2 separate regions of the Macaca mulatta genome follow, and region 1 is linked to region 2. The links are chromatin contacts, called in public Hi-C maps. All regions are on one chromosome and are shown on one strand. Each heading gives the region's core, a stretch centred on a gene start, on an enhancer-like site or on the middle of the called end of the contact. The rest is flanking DNA. Distances are from core to core; before and after follow the strand shown.

Region 1 (5,246 bases), core at 995-3,494, 430 kb before region 2:
TTTGAATTGTGTGGCCTACTTATATGCAATTTTTTTTTTTTTCAAACTCAGATAGAAAATACAGGATTCTAGAGATGTAAAACCCATGTATAAGCAGGGCTGACTTTTGTGTCGGCAGGTTCTGCAGGGCTGACTGTGGGTCTTGAATATATGCAGATTTTGGTATACCTGAAAGGTCCAGGAATCAATCCCCTGAATATACTGAGGTACTTCAAAACTACAAAGAGTAGATGTTAAATATTCTCATCTCCCAAAAATGATGAGTATGTGAGGTGATGGATATGTTATTTGGCCTGATTTAATAATTTCACAATGTATACATAAGCAGAACATCACATTGTACATGGTAAATAGATACTATTTTTGTCAAATATAACTTAATAAAGCTGCAGAAAAAATAAAATGCTACACTTTAAAATAATCTTAAAGAGGCCAGGCGCGGTGACTCATGCCTGTAATCCCAGCATTTTGGAAGGCCGAGGCAGGCGGATCACCTGAGGTCAGGAGTTCGAGACCAGCCTGGCCAACATTGTGAAACCCCATCTCTACTAAAAACAATTACAAAAAAATTACCTGGGCGTGGTGGTGGGCGCCTGTCATCCCAGCTACTTGAGAGGCTAAGGCGGAGAATCACTTGAACCCGGGAGGCAAAGGTTGCAGTGAGCCGAGATTGCGTCATTGCACTTCAGCCTGGGAGACAGAGAGAGACTCCATCTAAAAAATACAAAATAAAAAAAAATCTTAAAGAGAAAGAAAACAATCATTTGCAATGCCTTCAGTATCCAAATTAAGCAGCTCATTTTGATATTTGATATATTTGTACTAAGAGTACCTAATGTATAAAAATCTTTCTAAGCAACTATCAACTTGGAATCATGATTGATGTGCTGTCTATACATATTTTTTCTAACCTGCGAAAGTGAGAACGCAGTCCCCCACTAAATTATGCAGTCAAGTTTCCCACATTTGGGGAAATCACAGAGGTCAGCACATCCGGAGTGAAATAAATAAGCTTCGCCCTGATTACAGGTTTGGCATATTCGTGTTTAACCAATGCACCTGAACTAATTAAAGCAAATTTGGAATCCTGCTCTATTATTAAAATAACTAATTCCTAAACTCATACATCATTCCTTCTTTTAAAGATCACTGATGTTAATGTTCAGCTAATATTTTCTTTTAAAAAATTAATGACATGCTTTGGAATGTTCTCCAGTTATACAAACAAAAACAGACACATTTTGGAAAATCAATAAAATATTTGTTTTAAGTATTTTTTAAGACTGTACAGCTGGAGCTCCAGGTTTAAATTAGAGCTCTGCCATTAACTAGATATGGTTGGTCAAGAAAATTAACCTTGTATTTAATCGTCCATAAAATGGGAATAAAATAATAAGATCTATACTAATAGATTTGATGAAAGAATTTAATGAGATAATCTATGCGAAGTTCTTAGTCTGGCACCTGGTACATGAATAAGTGCATCACATAATGATGTTAGCTATTATTACTGTGGTGGCATTATCTTTCCGTTCAAAAAAGTACAACTTTCAAAGCTTTGCTGTGTTGGTGACCTGTAGTTTAATAATCTATCGCTTCTCTTTCAATCTTAATTTCCAAAGACATAGTAACAAACCATTCCGAATGAAGCATCTCCCCTCGCAAAACTTAACCTTGAGTCGACAATTCTTGTAATTATTAAATATTCATTCACTAAAGTAATTGTTTTTTTTTAAAAAAAAAATAGAGGTGATAGGACAATGGCCTAACTACAGATCACAATTAAACTTTATTTCTCTAAGGCAGGCAGGGTGAATTCTTTGCTCTGAACCTCCCCGACTCCTCTCCCTCTCCGACTCTATAAAAGAGGGAGCTCCGAGCCCTCTCTGGCGCACGAGGTTATTTCGTCTGTCCCCAGGCGTGCCAGGTGAGCCCCGTCGGATCCGGGAGGGTGAGCTGGGACTCGTCGCGAGCAGTAGCTGCAGGGTACCAAGCTTCGACCTCTGCGTCCCCGCGCCTTCGCGGCCTCCCGCCGGTGCAGGTCCGGGGCCCCCAGGCGAGGGGACGAGGTTGGCCTAATCTGCCCAACTTCTGGGCCATTTACCGTGCTCTGGCCGCCTTCCCGATTCTTCCCTCCGCGCCCTTGCCTGCTTCTCGCCTACCCGGGGCTCCGGAAGGGAAGGAGGCGTGTCCGGAGCAGGCGGGAGGGAACTGTATAAAAGCGCCGGCGGCTCAGCAGCCGGGCTTCGCTCGCCGCCTCGCGCCGAGACTAGAAGCGCCGCAAGAAGCACGGACAGTAGAGAGGGCGCTGCGCTCGGGCTACCCAATGCGTGGACTATCTGCCGCCGCTGTTCGTGCAATATGCTGGAGCTCCAGAACAGCTAAACGGAGTCGCCACACCACTGCTTGTGCTGGATCGCAGCGCTGCCTTTCCTTATGAAGAAGACACAAGTGAGTAGGGCGCGCCCGGGAGCTCCCAGGCTCGCCAAGAAAAATCGTGCCCGGTGCCCCGGGGAAGCCGGCGCGCCTTGGGACCTGCAGCTGGGGCGTGCAGGGCCGTACCTGCCGGGTGAGCCAAGAGGGTGAGGGGGAGGCCGGCGTGGTGTACGATCCCGAGCCCGCTGAGCCAGGGAGAAAAGGATTGGGAGTGCTGAGAGGGAGCCGGTGTCAAGTTTGGAGATTCCGCAGTTAAGTTTTGAGCTGTCAGTCGGAAACCGCAATTCCCGTCTGGTGGAAAGATTGGCTTTTGGGCCGTGGAATTTTAAGTTATCACGGGAAAGCATGTCTTTGCATAGGAGACGGTTTTCCCGTGGATTCTGGGAGATTATGAAACAGCACCCCACGCGCCACCCTCGCTGGCTCTCTCTCTCAGATTTATTTGCGTAGCCCCGAGGTGGGCGCCGGTCACCGGGAGCGGCACGGACGCGGGTGCAGCCGGGGGAGCGAAGCCAACGGGGAGCTCCTAAGCTGCAGCTCTCGGCGGGGCAGGTACCTGCCCGGCCCGCCCGGGAAACTTGGCTCTCGGCGGTGTCTGCCTAGTTTGCGGCTCTGTATGGGCTCTAAAGAGCTGTAGTACCTCCACAATGCATGCACCTTTTCCCATTTCAGCAGGGATAAAGGCTCTTTATAAAATAGGCACCTCTAAATGATAGTGATTGAGATAATTCCTAGTGCTGCTAAATTCTGCGTTATACATAAAGCACTGTGGGTAAAGCGCTGCCCCGGGGGACAATTAGATTTTTTTTAGTGGTGTTTTTTTTTTTTTTTTTTTTGAAGAAAATACCTGGTTCGTCCTTTAGAAAGGGCCGCCACGGTGCCCCCTATCCTATCCACAGTTCTCTTCACCATTGTTGATTCTTACCTGCTCTCACTTCTCCCCCTTAGAAATTGTTATGTGTTGTCTGCCGCGGGTTGGGTAAGGGTTGCCCTTTCACCCCCCAGAGGTTCTGTCGGAGATTGCAGTTCCTGAAATGTGTGGAAGGGGTGGAAATGGTGGGGAAAAAGGAAATCAGGGTGTTTGTACACATCGTTGGTTTAGGTTGAAGGCATCAATGTGCTCAAAATGCTTTATCAAATGGCCTGCTTAGCATCATGTTTTAAACAGATATCTAGGCCTGCAAATGTACACGTTGGGAAGAAAGTTGCAAGACTCTAGCCCCTTGTATCGATGTGGTAAAAGGCAGGGAAAAGGGACATTGCCTGGCTGAAACAGGCTTACGTAGTCTCTAGAGCACTCTCTAAGAGAAAAGAAGCCATGTGCCTCTCCCCTCTCTTGCAAGCTGGTTAGCTTTCAGGCAAGGCATTGAGCGCCACACCTGGAATCACCACAGAGTGCTGTCGAAATGCAAATGTTACAGATGCTTGCAAAAGAAAAGTTTTATTGTAATCTCTTGATTTAGACGAGCTTTCTGCGGAATTACAAGAAGGGTAGAGACCTATTCCTTTTTGTAGTAGCATCTGCTCCCATGAATGGTAGTGGTGAGATCTGGGGGAAGAAGCTGCTACCTCCTAGTTCAGGAAAAGAGCCTAAACCTTCCTATTTAAAGAAGAACACAAGAGACAGATAAGGGTAATGTCCAACACTCCAAAGCCAGGGGATGTACTATCAAGACACTCTGAGAGGCAGTAGGATTGAAGATCCTTGCACCCTTGCTTTGCAAAACAAATGTGAGCTCTGTAATCTCCTTTCTCGCTTTGATTAAATGGCTGTGTAAATCGGATTACATGGAATAATTCCATTGAAAACTAGAAAGAGGTCAATCTAGTCTGAAACATTGTGGCTGTGGCATTAAGTGACTCAGTGCTGCCGACCAGAGACATTTGAGAAAGCTAAGTATTTTAGATATGTGACCTGTTCGGTCACACATCACACAAGTTAAAGTGCAGGCCCTTTGGGGGAACTTACTGATGTTAAACGCCTTGCAGGCAAAGGAGGGCAGTGCCCTTGTTGAATGAAGGCATTCATTGCCTAGGATCTAATGACCTTCAAGGTTTTCTTTAAGAATACTTCTAGCAATTCCACAGTCACTGAAAATGGGGACACTGGAAATAGCCCAAAATCAATAAAATAATCTGCAGACATGGGGGGCGGGGATTAAATCTTCTTTCATATTGTTAAATTTTCTAATCCAAAGTTAAAAAGACATTTTCTGTGCAATGCTGCATGGATAGAAAGTAGCCTACGTAAATTGTAAACTAAGAAGTAGGATCGATTGTTCTGAATCTAATGTTATCCTCACCAGGGAAGAGTATGTATTAATATTTACTAAATAGTCATTTATAAACATGGCATCAATACCATGGTTCTATTATAAAGCAGCTGGTTCTGTACTCTCCTACATATAAAAAAAACTAATATTTTAAAATGGACTTTAATTTGAATCACGCAGCTCTGCAAGAATCATGGAGGCTCCAGGTATTCTGGCCTTTCAGTCAAGCTAAATAAGTGTGAAAATTCCATCAACAACCACTTGGGGTTTGATGAATGATTCATTCATTTAGCATGTGTGGTTCACTTCAGTATTTTGAATATAATGACACAGGCAATAGCCATGAGGAGCAATTGTGACAATACATTTAATCACAGTTCTACAGAAATGAATGTCTTTTGAGTTTTTCAGATTTCTGTTTGATTTTATTTTATTCAGATTGTGTGGTTTTACAGTTTCTAGAGGTAATTGTGGCTTGGGCTTAGAAAAATGTCTCTTTCAATGTGTAACTATTTTTTAAACATAATATTCTGATAC
Region 2 (5,099 bases), core at 1,919-4,418:
GGCTTAATTTGCCATGACAATAAGGCAAAACAAAATGTTTAGGATACACAATGAATATAAAACAGCCATGCTTTGTTTTAGAGATTGGAGAAGTAAGCTACTATGACTTTTCTTGGTAAGTCAGCAAAAATGAACTAGAAGTAACATCTAAGGAATATAAATTCATTGCTACTGAGAACAAAAGTAAGCTATTATAAAAGGTGAGGCTTTCTCATTAAGTGATTTTGGTCAGATAAAACTGATCACAAAAGCCTAGGGCAGAAAGAAGGCAGGTTCAGACAAGTGTTCTTACAACAAGGCCACTTACAAAATTGTCACATAAGTCCCATCTCTTGATGAAAACTGACAGATGCAGAAAATCTGATGAAAAATAATAGACTTCTGGTAATTTTCCTCAAAAATACACAGTGAGTTACTTAACTAGAACTTGAGTTAAATTTCCTGATTCACAGTTAGGTACAAACAGACTACAATGCATTCAAACTTAGTTGACTTGTTCAACAGAGCTGACTTGTTCACTGCTGTATCCCCAGTGCCTAGCACAGGGAACAAGATAAAAAATATTGTTAGAATGAGTTAAAGAATAAAATTTAGGTAAGATTTTGCTTTTAGTTACAATTGTCACTGAGATCTAGGTTACAATCTTAGCTTCATCAATTATTATTTAACTTCTATGAACTTGTTCTTGCTTCTGAAAAATCAAAATAAAATTTACCATTAGAGACCAGGCACCTTGAGTTTATGAATGTGAGCAAGAGGGTGGTGACAGTAAGGGCAGGAAAGAGTAATACAGATAACCAAAACAAAACTTATAAGTGAATACATAAAAATAAGTTGTAATGAATGAAAAAACAATAAGAAAAACAAGGTGTTACAGTAAACAGATTTCTATTATGAAAATAAACACGCAGTAGTAAGCATAGCGTATGACATAACATGTGCTCAATAACTATTAAATTTCATTCCTACCATTGTCAGAGGTATTTGAACCAGAACAACTCCATCTTGAATAGGGGCTGGGTAAAATAAAGGTGAGAACTACTGGGCTGCATTCTCAGGATATCAGTCATTCTAAGTCACAGGATGAGATAGGAGGTTGGCACAAGGTATAGGTCATAAAAACTTTGCTGATAAAACAGCATGCAGTAAAGAAGCCAGCCAAATCCCATCAAAACCAAGATGGCGAGAAAGGTGAGACGTCTGGTAGTTCTCACTGCTCATTATACACTAATTATAATGCATTAGCATCCTAAAAGACACTCCCACCAGCGCTATGACAGTTTACAGATGCCATGGCAATGTGAAGAAGTTACTCTATATGGTCTAAAAAGGGGAGGAACACTCAGATCTAGGAATTGCCTACCCTCTTCCCAGAAAACTCATGAATAACCCACCCCTTGTTTATCATATAATCAAGAAATAACTATAAGAATCCTTAGTCTAGCACCTCCAATGGGGATGTGTGCACCTCCAGTTCTTTCTTGACAAGATACAAGAGCCCTCTCCTGGGGTCTGGATCAGAACCCCTTTCCAGAAACATCATCTCATGTTAAATTATGAATTAAGAACACTGAACATGAAGAATATTTAATTCAAATTAATTGAGTAAACACGTACAAAATTAAAATATAACATTTAATAAAAACAGCAAGATTGAGGCACAAGCACTTCACAAATACTGGTTTCCCAGAATGTCTGAGGAGGTGTATAGAAGTTAAGAATATGTCCTCCAGCCAGAGAGATCTGTGTTCAATCACACTATTTAAGTTAGAGTACTTAGCTTCTCCAAACCTCAGTTTCTTAACTTAGATGGAAAATGAGGACAACGTAAGCACCTATTTCACTGGATTGTAAGGAAGAATAAACAAGATAATGAATAGTATTTGGCATAAAATCTTTCAGAAAAGTAGTAAAATTGTCATTCCTATAAATCTAACTAATGTCTTTAAAATTTATCTCACAAAACCAGTATATTTTTATTTTGTACTGAGCTATTTATTTTACCCAAATTGGGAGTTTAAAAAGAAATTCATTACTTATTTTCGAAAGGAAAATTTACCATCAAGTATAGTAAAATTTTTTTTAAAGCAGCGTTAAAAAAAAAAAAAAAGAAAGATGAGAAGCACTGGTACAGATAGTTGGAAATGTCATTTAGATTTAAATCTACAGCTTCTTAGGAAAGTTAGTTAGAGGTGTATCGCACTCCAGTATGGCTATGAGCAGATGAGCAAAACTTGCACAAGTAAGCGTGGTAAACACCAGAGAAGGCGCTTTCATGGAAGGACACCCTAGGTAACCAAGCAGTGACAATAGTACAGGTGAGTCCTCGGGTACCTTCTCTCTCCACCCCCGGCAGTGGCCCGGACAAGCACTAACCTCTCCTCTCTAGAGCCTTCCCTTTATACTAGCTCCACAACCATCAAGTCCCACCATCTGCGAAGGGAATGGTGCTACAGGTAAGGCTGGCGGGGTCAGAGGATGCCGAGACCTCTTGTCAATTCTTCGCTCGCCCCCAAACGAGGATCACGGCTGCGCGGCTCTCACTCTACCAAGAAAGATTCTGATACTAAACAAGGCTAAAACTTTTTGTTTTTTCCTTCTTACAGAAGGCACTACCTTGGACGCCGCCTGCAAACGCCTGAAGAGAAGGCAGGGTGTTTCCACTTTTTCAGAATGGGGCCAGGCCCTACGGCCCCAATAGCAGAAGCTTCTCTAACCCAGACTGCTGCCCTCAACTCCTCCTGATACGCTGACCCACAGCTCGACCTCACCTGGAAGCGGTTCCGCCAGGGGATGGCTTAGGAAAACCTCATGAAGAGCGGCCCAGCGAGTGACGCCACTAAAGCCACAGTCATGGTCTACCTCGTTCAGGCCACCAGCTCGTAGGCGCCTCAGCCACTGCGCCTCCCGCCTCTCGGTCCTTCCCCGCCGCCCCGGTACCGTCGCAGCCTTCCGCGTTGCACGCCGGGAGCGCCTTATCTCCTCTTCTCAGGGACTTCAGTTCCCAGCATGCACAAACCTCAGGCACATCTGCACTCTGGGATTTGGAGTCCTCGTTCCACGCCTTCTCATCATCCTGAACACCGAGTCCTGGGACTCCGGCGGAGAATCTAAACGTAAAGCATCACCCACGGTCGTGAATTGTAGGCTCTCTTTGCATCCGGGATCTTCTTCTGGCCCCGGCGGAGTTAGGGATGGTGTCGCTTAGCAGCCGCTGCCGCTTTGGCTTCCTTGGGGACCATTTGGCTGGACCCAGAGTCCGCGTGGAACCGCGATAGGGATCTGTCCAGCTTGGTGGTTGTGGTAGTGAGGGACCTCCGCTGGTTGCCAGGCTTGGTGTAGGTGGGTGGATCCCTGTAAGCAGGATCAGCGAGTCACTCCACGTTCAGGTTCTTTAGCCTTAGGGCCCGTGTGCCGCAGCGCAGCTACCCCGTCCCTTCCAGCCTCGGGTCCGTAATCCTGCCTTACTTCGGTTCCGGTTTCCGCCGCACAACTTCACTCATTCCAATTGTTAATTTCTGCTTCTTTTTTTTTTTTTTTTTCCAGCCCCAATTCTGCTTCTCCAAATCAAGGATCATTGTCAGCCTTCCACAGACCCTCGCGCTTGCCAAGATTAGGGTGTTCGCGCGCGTTGTGGGTAGGCGGTGTGGAGGAAGGGACCCAGAAATCTTAGTCCTAACTTATATTAGTGTTAGCAAGGAAGCCGTCACATTTTATTTAGCCGGTACACTCTCTGACAGTTTGTGCCGACTGCTATTTTTGATCAAGGCTATTTTGCCCACTTGTCTGTTTTGTGGCTAAGGCATAGTTCTTTGCTAACATAAGAAAGTTATAATGAAATAATCTGCAAAAAATGTAGGCTATTAGAAAACCAATAATGCTGTGTACCTTGAAAATGCTAATATCCACCTGTTTTGTTACAGAGGTGGAGCACAGTGAAAGAATTCAAGATGCCACCTAATATAAACTGGAAAGAAATAATGAAAGTTGACCCAGATGACCTGCCCCGTCAAGAAGAACTGGCAGATAATTTATTGATTTCCTTATCCAAGGTGCTTACTTGGTCAATAATAATAGATATATACATTAACTTATGATTATTAATAAAATATGAATTTTTTTTTCAGAAACAACTATTAATTGTCACAATCTGGAAGAGTTCTTATATTTTGCTTAAAGGTTATAAAATATAAAACAGTTGCTTTTCTGTTTACTTAGGTGGAAGTAAATGAGCTAAAAAGTGAAAAGCAAGAAAATGTGATACACCTTTTCAGAATTACTCAGTCACTAATGAAGGTTTGTATGTAGTAGGTTTTAATGATAGGTTTGGCTATTAGAGGAACTATAAAAATCTGTTCTTATATAAAGTAATCTTTGTGAAAATACTTGGTAATATCTACATCACCCCTCAAAAGTGCAATATATTTAAATGTAGATTAAGTATTTTAGTATGTAAAACATTGCTAGTTTCTACTTAAAGTTTCTAAAAGGGTATGTAGGGGAAATAGAATGAGTATGTTGAAAAATAACATAAGGAAATATATCCTGAGGTCCAAATGACAAATGCAGACAATGACTGCTATAGGGATTTGTTAAGAGGGGAAGTGATCTAAGAGGTGTCAGAAGACTTCACAGAGGATGAATACTGAGGAGTAGTTTTAGGTAAGTGGAAGGTAATGCAGTGGTAAGATAGTAAGGGAATTCTAGAGCTGTTGGTTACCATAAATAAATATTGAGGATAGGAAATAAGTTTATTCTTTACATTTGAGGAAATGCGGTGCAGCAAGTTTGTAGCAGGCTGTAGAGAAAACAAATCTTGGGTAGGTACTTTGAGATAGGTTCTTGAGGTCATTAAAGGTGTATTTTATGCTGTCAGCAATTGAGAAGGCGTTTTCGAACCACAGTTGATAGGTACAAAAATAGGCCTTAGGAAGGCAAAACTGAGTCTATTATATAGGACAAACTGAAGGAAATCGGAGCTTTGCAAACATCACATTATAGAGGAGTTTAAACCTGAAATTATGCATTAGAATAATAGCAATTGGAACAGAAAAAAAGTAGTGGAAAAACATTACAAAGAGATATGTTGCTTTACTGGA

What was found. A called contact is a pair of places that touch in the nucleus more often than the background predicts.
Region 1: a Hi-C map of fetal cortical plate shows a contact between it and region 2, with 2.2 times the contacts expected there. The contact joins the promoter of KITLG here to the promoter of CEP290 in region 2. A contact is called at or near these places in 3 of 14 Hi-C or Micro-C datasets (fetal cortex germinal zone, fetal cortical plate and liver).

Annotation. Positions count from the first base shown.
Region 1 is chr11:95,820,177-95,825,422 of T2T-MMU8v2.0, reverse strand. It overlaps KITLG (KIT ligand), which reads left to right and starts at 2,244. Exons shown (of 9, transcript XM_077953220.1): 1 at 2,244-2,451. The coding sequence starts at 2,437. It overlaps LOC144332704 (a long non-coding RNA gene), which reads right to left and starts at 2,237. Exons shown (of 4, transcript XR_013400689.1): 1 at 2,105-2,237; 2 at 574-714.
Region 2 is chr11:95,387,470-95,392,568 of T2T-MMU8v2.0, reverse strand. It overlaps CEP290 (centrosomal protein 290), which reads left to right and starts at 3,168. Exons shown (of 53, transcript XM_077953219.1): 1 at 3,168-3,342; 2 at 3,924-4,052. The coding sequence starts at 3,951. It overlaps TMTC3 (transmembrane O-mannosyltransferase targeting cadherins 3), which reads right to left and starts at 2,953. Exons shown (of 14, transcript XM_015152434.3): 1 at 2,772-2,953.